3 separate regions of the Sus scrofa genome follow, and all the other regions are linked to region 2. The links are chromatin contacts, called in public HiChIP or PLAC-seq maps. All regions are on one chromosome and are shown on one strand. Each heading gives the region's core, a stretch centred on a gene start, on an enhancer-like site or on the middle of the called end of the contact. The rest is flanking DNA. Distances are from core to core; before and after follow the strand shown. Region 1 holds the start of ZZZ3 (ZZ-type zinc finger-containing protein 3). Region 2 holds the start of IFI44 (interferon induced protein 44). Region 3 holds the start of FUBP1 (far upstream element-binding protein 1).

Evidence for each region. HiChIP or PLAC-seq counts read pairs in DNA pulled down with a chosen protein or histone mark.
Region 1: an H3K27ac HiChIP or PLAC-seq map of alveolar macrophages shows a contact between it and region 2. The contact joins the promoter of ZZZ3 here to the promoter of IFI44 in region 2. A contact is called at or near these places in 1 of 5 promoter capture datasets (liver) and 2 of 2 datasets of contacts at active chromatin or transcription factors (alveolar macrophages and skeletal muscle).
Region 3: an H3K27ac HiChIP or PLAC-seq map of alveolar macrophages shows a contact between it and region 2. The contact joins the promoter of FUBP1 here to the promoter of IFI44 in region 2. A contact is called at or near these places in 1 of 5 promoter capture datasets (liver), 1 of 47 Hi-C or Micro-C datasets (embryonic fibroblasts) and 2 of 2 datasets of contacts at active chromatin or transcription factors (alveolar macrophages and skeletal muscle).

What each region holds. Positions count from the first base shown.
Region 1 is chr6:135,603,998-135,607,985 of Sscrofa11.1, forward strand. ZZZ3 (ZZ-type zinc finger-containing protein 3) reads left to right here and starts at 2,148. Exons shown (of 14, transcript XM_005653415.3): 1 at 2,148-2,352.
Region 2 is chr6:134,648,259-134,652,043 of Sscrofa11.1, forward strand. IFI44 (interferon induced protein 44) reads right to left here and starts at 1,599. Exons shown (of 8, transcript NM_001246205.1): 1 at 1,542-1,599; 2 at 1,159-1,539. The coding sequence starts at 1,599.
Region 3 is chr6:135,279,643-135,283,395 of Sscrofa11.1, forward strand. FUBP1 (far upstream element-binding protein 1) reads left to right here and starts at 1,832. Exons shown (of 20, transcript XM_021096436.1): 1 at 1,832-2,133. The coding sequence starts at 2,014. DNAJB4 (dnaJ homolog subfamily B member 4) reads right to left here and starts at 1,734. Exons shown (of 3, transcript XM_021096446.1): 1 at 1,402-1,734.

The DNA.
Region 1 (3,988 bases), core at 898-3,397, 960 kb after region 2:
TCAGTGCTCACCACTAAGAGTCTCTATCTCAGGATTACTGGAAGCCTGAAATAGGATAAAGTATAGGATTAGTACATAGCATATTGCATGGCACATAGGAGTCAAGAAGAGAGCTGTTACAGTTGTTTTAATGATTTTTATTTTGTTTCCATTATAGCTGGTTTACAGTGTTCTGTCAGTTTTCTACTATACAGCAAGGTGACCCTATCACACATACATTTTTTTCTCACATTATCATGCTTCATCATAAGTGACTATAGTTCCCAGTGCTGTTACAGTTATTTTAAATTAGAACCTGGCTCTAACAGCATATACAGCAAGGTAGGGAAACCCTGTTTTGTTTATTTTTGTGTCTCTAGTCCTAGTAGAAGGCCTGGAACTAAGTTGATTCAACAAAGAAAGACTTGTTGATGTGCCAATTTAAGAACATACCTGCCACAATTTATCTCCAAACATGTTCTTTTGAGTTGAACTCCCAACTAAAACAAGTACAAAAAGGCATTTCAACCATTTAACAATTTTCATTAGCAAAAGAAAAGGAGGCCCATATCCACTTGCCTAAAAAAAAAAGTTTCAAAGATAAGAAAACAAGAGAGCAATCAAGCAGTGCAGGATAACTGCAGAAGAGTTCCAGTTAAAGTGGCTTTTAGAAGTTCCTATTGTGGCTCAGCCTGTAAGGAACCTCACTAGTAACCATGACAACTTAAGTTCAATCCCTAATCCCGCTCAGTGGGTTAAGGAATGGTGTAGGTTGCAGATGCACTTCTGGATCTGCATTGCTGTGACTGTGGCCCCTAGCCTGACAATTTCCATATACTGAAGGTGAAGCCCTAAAAAGCAAAAAGAAAAGAAAAAAAAGGACTTATCTCTATCAGTGTGGGCCTTTATTTTCTTGCATGCTCACTATAGTTCCTTGATATGATTTAATAAGAGTATTAAACACTTTGTGCCAGGAGTTCCCGTTGTGGCTCAGTGGTTAACGAATCTGATTAGGAACCACGAGGTTGCGGGTTCGGTCCCTGGCCTTGCTCAGTGGGTGAAAGATCCGGCGTTGCCCTGAGCTGTGGTGTAGGTCGGAGACGAGGCTGGGATCCTGCATTGCTGTGGCTGTGGCGTAGGCCGGTGGCTACAGCTCACGATTGGACCCCTAGCCCGGGAATCTCCATATGCCACGGGAGTGGCCCTAGAAAAGGCAAAGACAAAAAAAACAAAAAAACAAAAAACAAACTTTGTGCCAGACACAGGTCTGTGGATACAGCAAGAGCAAAAGTCCTTCCTTACCTTTAAGGATCTCACATTCTTGGTGGTAAAGGGTGGACAAATGTCTGTAAGTGATAACTGTCATATAAGCAAGTAAAGACAGTAAGAGCGATGGTGCAAGTGTGCTCTTTTGGATAGAGCTGGTCTGTGAAGTTTCAGATGTCCACCTTTGAGAAGGGAACTGAAATACTTGTGGAACATCTACCACGTGGCTCAGCATAAGCAACCCGACAAGGATCCATGAGGTCTTGAGTTTGATTCCTGGCCTCAGTCAGTGGGTTAAGGATCCAGCAGTTGCCGTGAGCTGAGGTGTAGGCTGGCAGTTGCAGCTCCGATTTGGCCCCTAGCCTGGGAACCTCCATATGCCCCGGGTGCGGCCCTAAAAAGAAAAAAAAAAAAAAAAAAATCTGGAGGAAGTGTTCTAGCGCAGGCTATAGCAAACGCAAAGTCCTGAAGTGGATCGAGCCTGCGTGTTGTAGGAACAGCTAGAAAACCAGAGAGGCGTGCGAGGGTTCTATGCGGCTGGAGGAAGGCAGGAGCATATTCAATGTACATACAGATATTTTCCTACCTGAGACCACACTGCTAAGGGAGGGAGAGTGTACAAATCTCTCAAGAGGCCACAAAGGGCAGGATGAAGAGGACCAACGGCCGGGCTACCGGGAAGACTTTCCTCCAACGGTAGTACCCTGACTACAGGCAAGGGATGGAATGTGTCCTGCCCTCATTAGACCAACCTTTGCCGAGGGGCGCGGGCGAACCGCGGGGGCGAAACTCGGCCACCCCCGGCCCACCCGGCCCGCTGGCGCTGCACCGGCTGCGGTTACCAGCAGGCGGTGTAGTGAGCGCGCCAGCAGCCGCCACCGCCCGCCTGTCCCAGCGAGGAGGAGAAAGGAGGGGACCGGAAGGAGCCGCTGGTGCTGCGGGAAGTAGCAGGAGCGGGAGGCGGGGACCCACCTGGAAGCGCCCCGGCGCCGCTGTCGAGCTTCCTGCGGCGGCGGCCACCCAAGCCAGTGCCGTGGCGGGGGCGGAGAGCAGCCACGACGGCGGCGCCTCCCCGAGTGGCCCGAGGTGCCTGGCCCCACGCGAAAGGTGAGCAGGCGCTCGGGGCACGTGGTGGCGGCTAGAGATGGGGGAGGGAGAACGGAGCAGGAGGGAACCACCGGACAACCGATTCTGGGACCCGGATTTGGAACCGAGTGCAGGGAGGGGGTGGGCTGGAGGTAGCGGCGGCGGCGGCTGCGGCGGCGACGGCGAAGCCCCCACGTGGGGCGGGGGTGCGCGCGCACGTGTGCGCGGGCAAAAGGGGGGCGGGGAAGTCTCTGGGGCGGACGACGGGCGCGCGCTCGCTTAGTAGCGGTCCACGTGACCGGCACGCAGAGACTCTGCCTCCACGTGACATATTGGGGAGGTTGGCTGAGGCAGAGGGCTGCTGTGTTTGTTGTAGTGTAATCGTGGTCGTCTGAGGTTTTAGGGTTGTTTGCCGCTTTTCATCTCTACTAGGGGGTTATGAAGAGAAATATAAGACAGAAAAGACTTTCTGTTTTTTCTGTGTCACACTCATTCTTCTCTTCGTTAACGAAATACTTTTTATATGCCGAAATACTAGTTTCTCTGTACCGCCATGTTGGTTCTGCCGCAAACTCGCGAGATGCTTGTGGGCTTGTATCGCGAGATCTCCCGATTCTCGCGGGACCTTGTTGGCAGAGCAGTTGTCCTGGATGGCGGAGCCCTGGGTTCCGGGGGGCTTGAGACTCGCAACTCTTTCTACAAGGCAAGTTGATAGGGAGGGGCCGGGGCACGTGCCTCTTGGTGCCGGGAGACATGCTGTGTCAGCTTCCTCTAGTCCTGAAGGGAATGTATTGACCCATTTGAGGCGACACTATTCTCCCCACCCCCCTGCGGGCGCTCCGCCACCTGCAGAAGCGAATGCATCCCTCAGCCGGGGCTCCTTCTCCCCCGCTCAGTGATCGTTCCTCCCCCGTCTCACTGGAAGTTTGGAGCAGTGCTCGCACAGACGTGACGATTCCATTGGATACCGTTCCTCTTACTTTCAGACGATCTTGTCAGTTTTTCCCCTTGTTGCCATTTTCTAAAGAATTCCAGACCTGTTAACATTCTGTCGCTTGTTTCTGCCGCAGTACCTTTCTCCACTGGCTCTTCTCTGACGCCTAAGATAGAGCGCGTTCCATTTCTTCTCTCTGGGCATCATTTACTCCTAAACATTTATTTGATCATTTGATAACTTCTCCCTCACTCTAATTTACTTTGTATTTACGATAACTTGTGGTAGTATTTGTAGGGATCCTTTATATCTATGACAATACCTGACGTCGGAATAAAACCGTTCTTTAATTTTTTGTACGTGCCTGTTAACTCATAATTATCGATAAGATTTTGATAAGTACTGTTATGCGGTTGCCATCTTTGTTGTTCAAGGATGAATGTTTTAGATTGCATATTTAAGGTAATGGGATGTTTTAAGCCATTTAAAAGCAAACTTCTCTTCGTAAACTTTGATGTCAAAGTAGAGTTCAATTTCTCCTTAAATGAATTTGACAGATTACTTTTTCTCCATTTCCCCAGTGTTTTATCAAAATGAATTTATTCTGTACTTTTTTTGGTATTCTTGAGCAGTATTTGGATATATTTAGTTATATATAAACTTTGCTAAGTTAATTACAAGACTAATTTGATAATTAAGTAATCCATTCATGGGTTTTTTTTT
Region 2 (3,785 bases), core at 349-2,848:
TCAGATCCTTTAACCCACTGTGCCAGGTGGGAGATTGAACCTGTATCCTAGAGTTCCCATTGTGGCACAGCAGTGACGAACCCAACTAGTTTTCATGAGGATACAGGTTCGATCCCTGGCCTTGCTCAGTGAGTTAAGGATCTGGCGTTGCCATGAGCTGTGATGTAGGCTGCAGATGCGGCCGGGAATCAGCATTGCTGTGGCTGTGGTTTGTAGGCCATAGCAGCTGTAGCTCTGAATCACCCCTAGCCTGGGAATCTCCATATGCCACAGGTGAGGCCCTAAAAAGCAAAAAAAACCTGCATCCTGGTGCTGCAGAGACACCTCACCTCCGCCACCAATCCTGTCTGTGCCAGACATCAAGGAGCCCTTCTTTTAAATGGATAGATATAAACAAGTATTTCATAGAAGAAATGTAAATAGCCAATACACATAGACTTGTTAGCCATCAGGGATAAACAAAAAATAAAATGAGAAACCACCTTTTGACCATCATGTTAGTAAATATTTTAAATACTCATTAAAAGCAAAGATTAAAAGGATTCAGGGAAGGAGGCACTACTATCACACTCCCAGGGATAGCACGGACAACTGAAGCTTTTGAAAAGTATCAAAATGCAAACCACATAATTCTTAAACAATTCCACGGCCAGGAGGTTATCATAAAAACATATATTTGTGCACAGTTACATGCCTAAAGATATTATAGGAGCATTGTTTATAACAGCAAACATAAGAAACAATTTAAATGTCCTTATAGAAAAAAAATAGGTAAATTAACTTTAGTTGTTTGCTAGAATGGATATTAACAGGAAACTGGCCCAAAGGATCAAACAAGTTCAAGCTCTAGTTTTTAGAGAGTCTCACAATCTTCAAGTTTGCATTCTGCTCTTCTCTCTCTCTTTCTCTCCCTCTCCCTCCCTTCAACTTTTCTGCCTCCTCCGCCACCCCTTCCACAACACAAACACACTCCAGAAAACTCCACATTTACTTTTGACTATCTCGTGTGGTGGAAAACAATTTGTGGCCCGATTTCAGTCTGGATCACCTGGAGATAAGGCAAATATAAAAGTCATTGTATCTTATAGGAACGAAGCGGTTAGAATCCTCCAAATGTGAAGAAGCGAACTCTACACAAGTTTATGCAGTTAAACCTACCTTCACATCGAAAAACTTCACATTCCTTAAAGGACATACAACACTGAGGTAGTCCAAGCTTTTCCATTGTAGTCACGCTAGTAACCACCGCTTTTTTCTCTAGATTTATAATGAATTCAGAATTGATATTATTTCCACTAAACAACAAACATGGATTAAGCGGTCCTATTTCGCACTTCGAAATTTCAGTCTCTTGAAAGGCAAAAAGGGTGATGGAAATGTCCAATTCTCCCAGGTAACCCCCTGGCATATAGGCACCAAGAATGTGATATTCATTATAAACCACTGTTAGAATAGATCCTTGATGAGAGCATCTGTCAAGCAACTTCTCTTTAGAGAATCCATGGACACTGGCCTTATAGAGAAGGCTAAACTGCTCTTTCCAAAATAAGTTTTCAGATGCTTTTCCTGCATCCAGGTCAAGCAAGTTGTCACTGCCATACTTCTCAACCTGGTGAAACATCAAATACATTTTTCATTAAATATTGCAAAACAGATAATATGTCTGTTAAAATATACTATCACAAAATTTACACTTATGTCTCTTATCTACTCTCCATTACATGTGAAAATGGTAACCGGGGTGAATAAACAGCAAGAAAAATCTAATCTACTTTTTTATCATGTGATTTTTTTTAATTTTTAAAAAAGTCTATTGTTGGCAAGTGGCTAGGAAAAAATAAAAAGCTTCAAGTCAGTTACCTGTTTGTAGAATCTATATAGGGGCTGAAGCTGAGGGTAGCTGCTCTGTTGGGACAGTTAGGCAGGCACGAAGGAGCAGAAAATTTCTCAGCAATCTTGAGGCTTCTGGAGACTCCGGGAAAAGGAAACTGAAACTCAGTGTGGCCCCGCCCAGGTGGCAGTGAGCGAGCTTCCCTCCAGTGAGCTGAGGGAACTGATCCAGTCAATTTTAGATGGTAAAATCATATCAGAATAACATTGGGAGAGTCAAGGAATTGAAGTCACAAGGGGGAAAAAAATCCTAATAGCGCACTGCTATTTTAAGTGACTTTTCAAAAAACATTTTTAAGGAAAATGCGATCAGTTTCTATATGTGCACATAAAAAAGTGCTGCCTATTCTAACTCCAGAGGCCCTCTCAAATTCACTCACTTACCTCGAGTCCCGCTTTCCATACATTCCAAATCCACATGTATCATTATGTAGATGGCTAAAATAACCTCCTAATTGGTCCCTCTGCTTTTCTACTTGCTCCCTCTCCAATTATTTGTCCTCAGTGCAGCCAGAATCAACTTCATTTGTTAAATGTATACTAAATCATATTATTTTACACTAAAATTCCTTCTCTGACTTCACTTTGCTGGGGTCACAAACTTGGGTCCTATAAGCCAAATACAACCTGCAGATTTGTTTTGTAGGGTTAACACAATTCCTCTTCTTCCTTTCTTTTCCCTTCCTTCTTTCCTTCGTTGGTGGGGCAGGGGGCATTTTAAGTTTGAATGCTTTTCATCATTTCAATTCCAACTGTCGCCACAAATCCCCTATTCCTGGTTCTGACAAATTTGAATTACCTGCCTGACCCAAAAAGGAATTAAAGTTTTTGACTCTATTAAAAAACAAAAGAAATATTGAATAAAAATGTTCTTTTTTTTTTTTTTTTGTCTTTTTGCCATTTCTTGGGCCGCTCCTGTGGCATATGGAGGTTCCCAGGCTAGGGGTCTAATCGGAGCTGCAGCTACCAGCCTACACCAGCGCCACAGCAGCGCAGGATCCAAGCCACGTCTGCGACCTCCACCACAGCTAATGGCAACAGCCGGATCCTTGACGCACTGAGCAAGGGCAGGGATGGAACCCGCAACCTCATGGTTCCTAGTCGGATTCGTTAACCACTACACCATAACGGGAACTCTGAATAAAAATATTCTAAACAGCCTTTAAGTATTATTTACTAAGCTAAAAATGTGCCAGAAGTTATTACATGCTTATTACTTGCTAGGCACTTTCCATGAATCTCATTTATTCTTTTCAATGTCTTTATGAGAAAGATTCCAATATGGCCTCCAGTATTCAGATAAATAAACAGAGTAATGGAGTTAAATAATTTGCCAAATTTCACTCTGCTACTGAGCTGTAGAGCCAAGATTTGAACTACAATCTAAGTGGAAACAGAATGATAGTGGTTTCACAGGTATATACATTTGTCAAAACTGATCAAATGATGTACTTCAACACATGCAATCTAATGCATTTCAATTATACCTTACTATAACTGTTAAACAGTCCACAATTTCCAAACAATATATTATGCTGGTTTTTTTCCCCTGAATTGTAAGGAAGTTTACAATACTGTTAAACGGCCTGGCCACAATCTTGAGGGCAATGGCATATATAAATTTACTTAAATAATTCATTAATATGAAAATAAAAGTAAGAACAATAACATCTAAGAGATCAATGATCTTCCGCTTGAATAGATGATTTTCATTCATTACCTGTTAACTCTAATACCTCTACCTATGCAAGGTAAGCTTCCTATTTGTGTTGTGAATGAAGATTCTTTCATTCATTCTTTCAGTGAATATTTACCAGATACTTACTATGTGCCTCTGCTGTTCTAGAGGTTAGGGATATAGTAATTAAGACAGACAAAGTTCCTGCCCTCATAAA
Region 3 (3,753 bases), core at 582-3,081, 630 kb after region 2:
GTTGTCACAGTTGGTATGGGAGGGTTGAGCTGCTGGCACCTACACGTAGAAGTCAAGGATGCTACTTCACTACAATGCACGGTAGTAGTACAAAACAAGAATTATCTGGCCAAAAAATGTCAATAGTGCTGAGGCTGAGAAATCCTGCTCTAGACTGATTCTAAATTGTTCCCATCCTAGAATACCTATACTTCCAGAAGAATCTACCAAAAACTAGAAATGGAGGTCTTTACTTAGTTTTAATATTTAGAGACAACTAAAACTGTGGTATACACGAACTAAAGTTTATCTCTCTGGTTAACACTATGTTGATTAAGACATTTGTATATAAGTCTAATTAGTAAAATATGAAAAAATCAATTACCAATTAATAAATGTCATTTATTGGGCAGACTAAAACAATTGAAAAAATACTATTTAGTAATACCACCCAATGCTGCTTTTAGTTGGTTTTTTTTTTTTTACCAGTTATGCTTAAATCTGTAGTCCAATAAATTCACTGCTTTCCCAAATACAAATTTCCCCCAAATCTAAATAGATGGCTATGCACAATTAAAAAGATAATCAGAGCTATAAATGGATAGGATGGTAAGAAAAGCTCATTAGAGGGAAATGATGCCCCACGTGTATCTCTGTGCATGTAACTGCTTGGTTATCTGACTTATTTTAGTCCTTGAGCAAGTGAACCCAGTAATTTTAAGTATCAAGAAGACTGCAGCACACAGTTCTCTCTACTCATCACCAGCAATGGGACAAGTACACTTTGAAACCTAATTCACAAAACCCAAAACACTTTACTTGGTAAAGTTCACTTTACCTCATTCTTTGTCCCCTCAAAGGAAAGAATTTAGGGGTAAAAAATCACTGCGATCGACTCCTAAAGCATCCTAATGAGTCTGAAACTACTACCATTAAATTATATGCTACGACATGAGCTGAAGGTCTGAAGGAACGTCGGAAATTACCCAGTAACTGAAGTAGATAACAGAAAATACAAATAATAACAATCGTCATCATCATCTAGCCCTGGGACGGCAATACAACACATTATATTTGAAATCTCACAGGCTGCAGCTGGGGAAAACTATTTCTAAGAAGCCATATGGTCAATTTTGGTCAGGAAATGGATGCTGTTCTCAACTTCAAGGAGCTCAGTAAAAGTGGCCAGGGATACGTACACACACACTAGGTTACAAAACCTGTTTAAAACTGAGTTTTAGGAACAATCACGGTAAGGTAAAGAAAAAGGCAATCATAACCTCAGAGCCTCACTCACATTATTTGCACAAAACCTTCGAAATAAGCTCCAGAACTAAGGCCCCCACCCTGAATTCATCCCCTCTTGTGATAAAACTAAGAAATCTGACAATCTACAAGTAAAATACAGGGACACTTTACTACCCTGAAAATCACGCCGCGTTCCCGCTAGGCCGGGCAGACGTCTTCCGGAGCATCATCGCGCCGCGTAGCTCGCCCAATTCTCCCAGGTGCACTTCTGGAGGCAGCGCTCTCAAGAGTCACTGTTGCGCTGTCGTTACGCCTATCGACGTCATCCCTTCCCCGTGGATACACTGCACGACCCTCGGAGGGAAACCCACCCACACTACTTCCCTGAGCCGGCGACTGATAAGAAACTACTCCTTTTCTTCGGGCTTTCCAAAACTCGAACCATTGGCGCCCGCACTGCCAGTCTTACCCACCGCCCCCGTGTGACCACCGCACAACTTCAACCTAAGAACACAAAGAGGAGGTGCCTAAAGGACCCCCATTCTCGCGAAACCTAAAGACAATTCTCGCGACATCTCGCTGCCTTCGCCCTCCCCAGCCCCACCCCCATACCAGCTCGTAGCCTCAAAACACCGCGAGATTTTCTCCTTTCAGTCTCCGCCCCTTTACGGCACGATGGTCGCACAAGAATGTGATACAGCCTCGACGGCCGCCATTTTCTTTCTTTCTTAGCAGTTGGCAGAGGGGTCTCTACGAAGAAGCGGTAGCGGCCACTGTAGTGTAAGCATGGCAGATTATTCAACAGTACCTCCACCCTCCTCTGGCTCAGCTGGTGGTGGAGGCGGCGGCGGCGGCGGTGGAGGAGTTAACGATGCTTTCAAAGATGCGCTGCAGCGAGCCCGGCAGGTAAGTCAGGACCGCGCGGCGGGATCCCGATAGCTCACGGTAATTGGCCGCTGGCTGAGTAGGCCGCTACTTCGCGCCTGAGCGAGAGAAGTGCCCTTCCGGGCTCTGAATTGTGAGAAGTCTCCCGTTTCCCCACGTTGGTGTTGCCGACGAGAGGCTGGAATTCGGTTTTGTGTCCTCGGCGTTTAAGCCACTTGGAACCCCGACGCGAACTACGCGAAGATGGCTTTAGGTTTTTCTCCCGCTTCTGCGGCACTCACGCTTTTTTCTCCAAGGAGTTAAGATTTCCTTTTTCTCAGAGTGAACATCATCCTCCATGGGATAAAGCGCGCGTAGTTTTACACAATAGTGTGGAAGCTTCTGGTAATGAGTTTGGCAAAGGACTAGGGTCCGTCCGCAGGAGCCATAGTAAGGAAAGGTATCTGTCATTAAAGCATTTTTTAGACTTTCCAGCCCATTCGAGCTCTCTCGCAATTAATCTTTCGGTGGCCATAAGCTTTCACACCTACAAGAATTATGAGAGCACTGGTATCCCGGGTTGGAATCCCTCCTCAGGGCGGGATTGACTTGTCTTCTACCGTTCCTTCTCTCTTATTTCTCAAAATGGCTTCAGGCCCATTATACCCGAAGTTTCAATTTGAATCTACCTCTCAGTTCGGAGTCGTAAACTGAGCAGACCTCTTTGTATTACGTAGGTGCGTACATTTGCCCTGAAGTCACTTCTTTCCTAAGCGAAAGCTGTTTTAAAAAAAAGTATGTTGTGCTCCAGGATGTAATTTGAACTTTGCCTTCGTTAAATTCCCTTAATATAATTGTAACTTTAGAATATTGTTGGTGTGGACTTGGTGTTTAAGCAACAGTAAGAATCTTGTTAAGACCCAATGCACATTAGGTGCTAGACGCTTTTTGAGTAGGCTGTTAAACTAATGGTAATCAGAAACTAATCTTGTGGTGTATTTTCATTGCATTAGAAGTTGACTTCCTTAACCTACTTTTCACCCTCCAGTTGGTTAAAGGATTGTTTGAGTCAAAATCCATAAAATCTGTAGTAATGTAGCAAATTGCCCGTACTTTTATAGTATGAACATATTAATAAAAATGTACCTGTGCTTGTTTATAATCAAAAATATTCCAGAGTCAACAGAAAGACATTAATAAATACTAAGTCTGTGATTTCTTCACTTAATATTTATTTTTTCTGAACAAGTTTAGAATAGCAACTGAAACATTTATCATGACAGGGACTCTGTTAGACGGGTTTTATTATAGATTGGATTGGTAGACTCACCTGAATTATGTTATTCAACTAGCATGTTAAATTAAATTGTGCCACACAATGTATTTATATACTGGAGACTTTTTTTAATGTGTTAATTGGGTTTTTGCCTTATTTGAAACTGTGATATAGTCAGAGTAGACAAAATAATGGGCACTGTTAATTCATCCATTTGTTCTGTAAACATTTATAGAGTTCTACCGTGCATCAGGCACTGTACACAAAACTAGAGGAGTGGGCTTCCTTACTGCCAAAGTAAAGGACTGATATTTTAAGTGAGGCATTAAAGAATGAGAGTTTGACCAGTGGAGAAAGAAGCAGCATGTGCAGAGATTTGGAGGCTT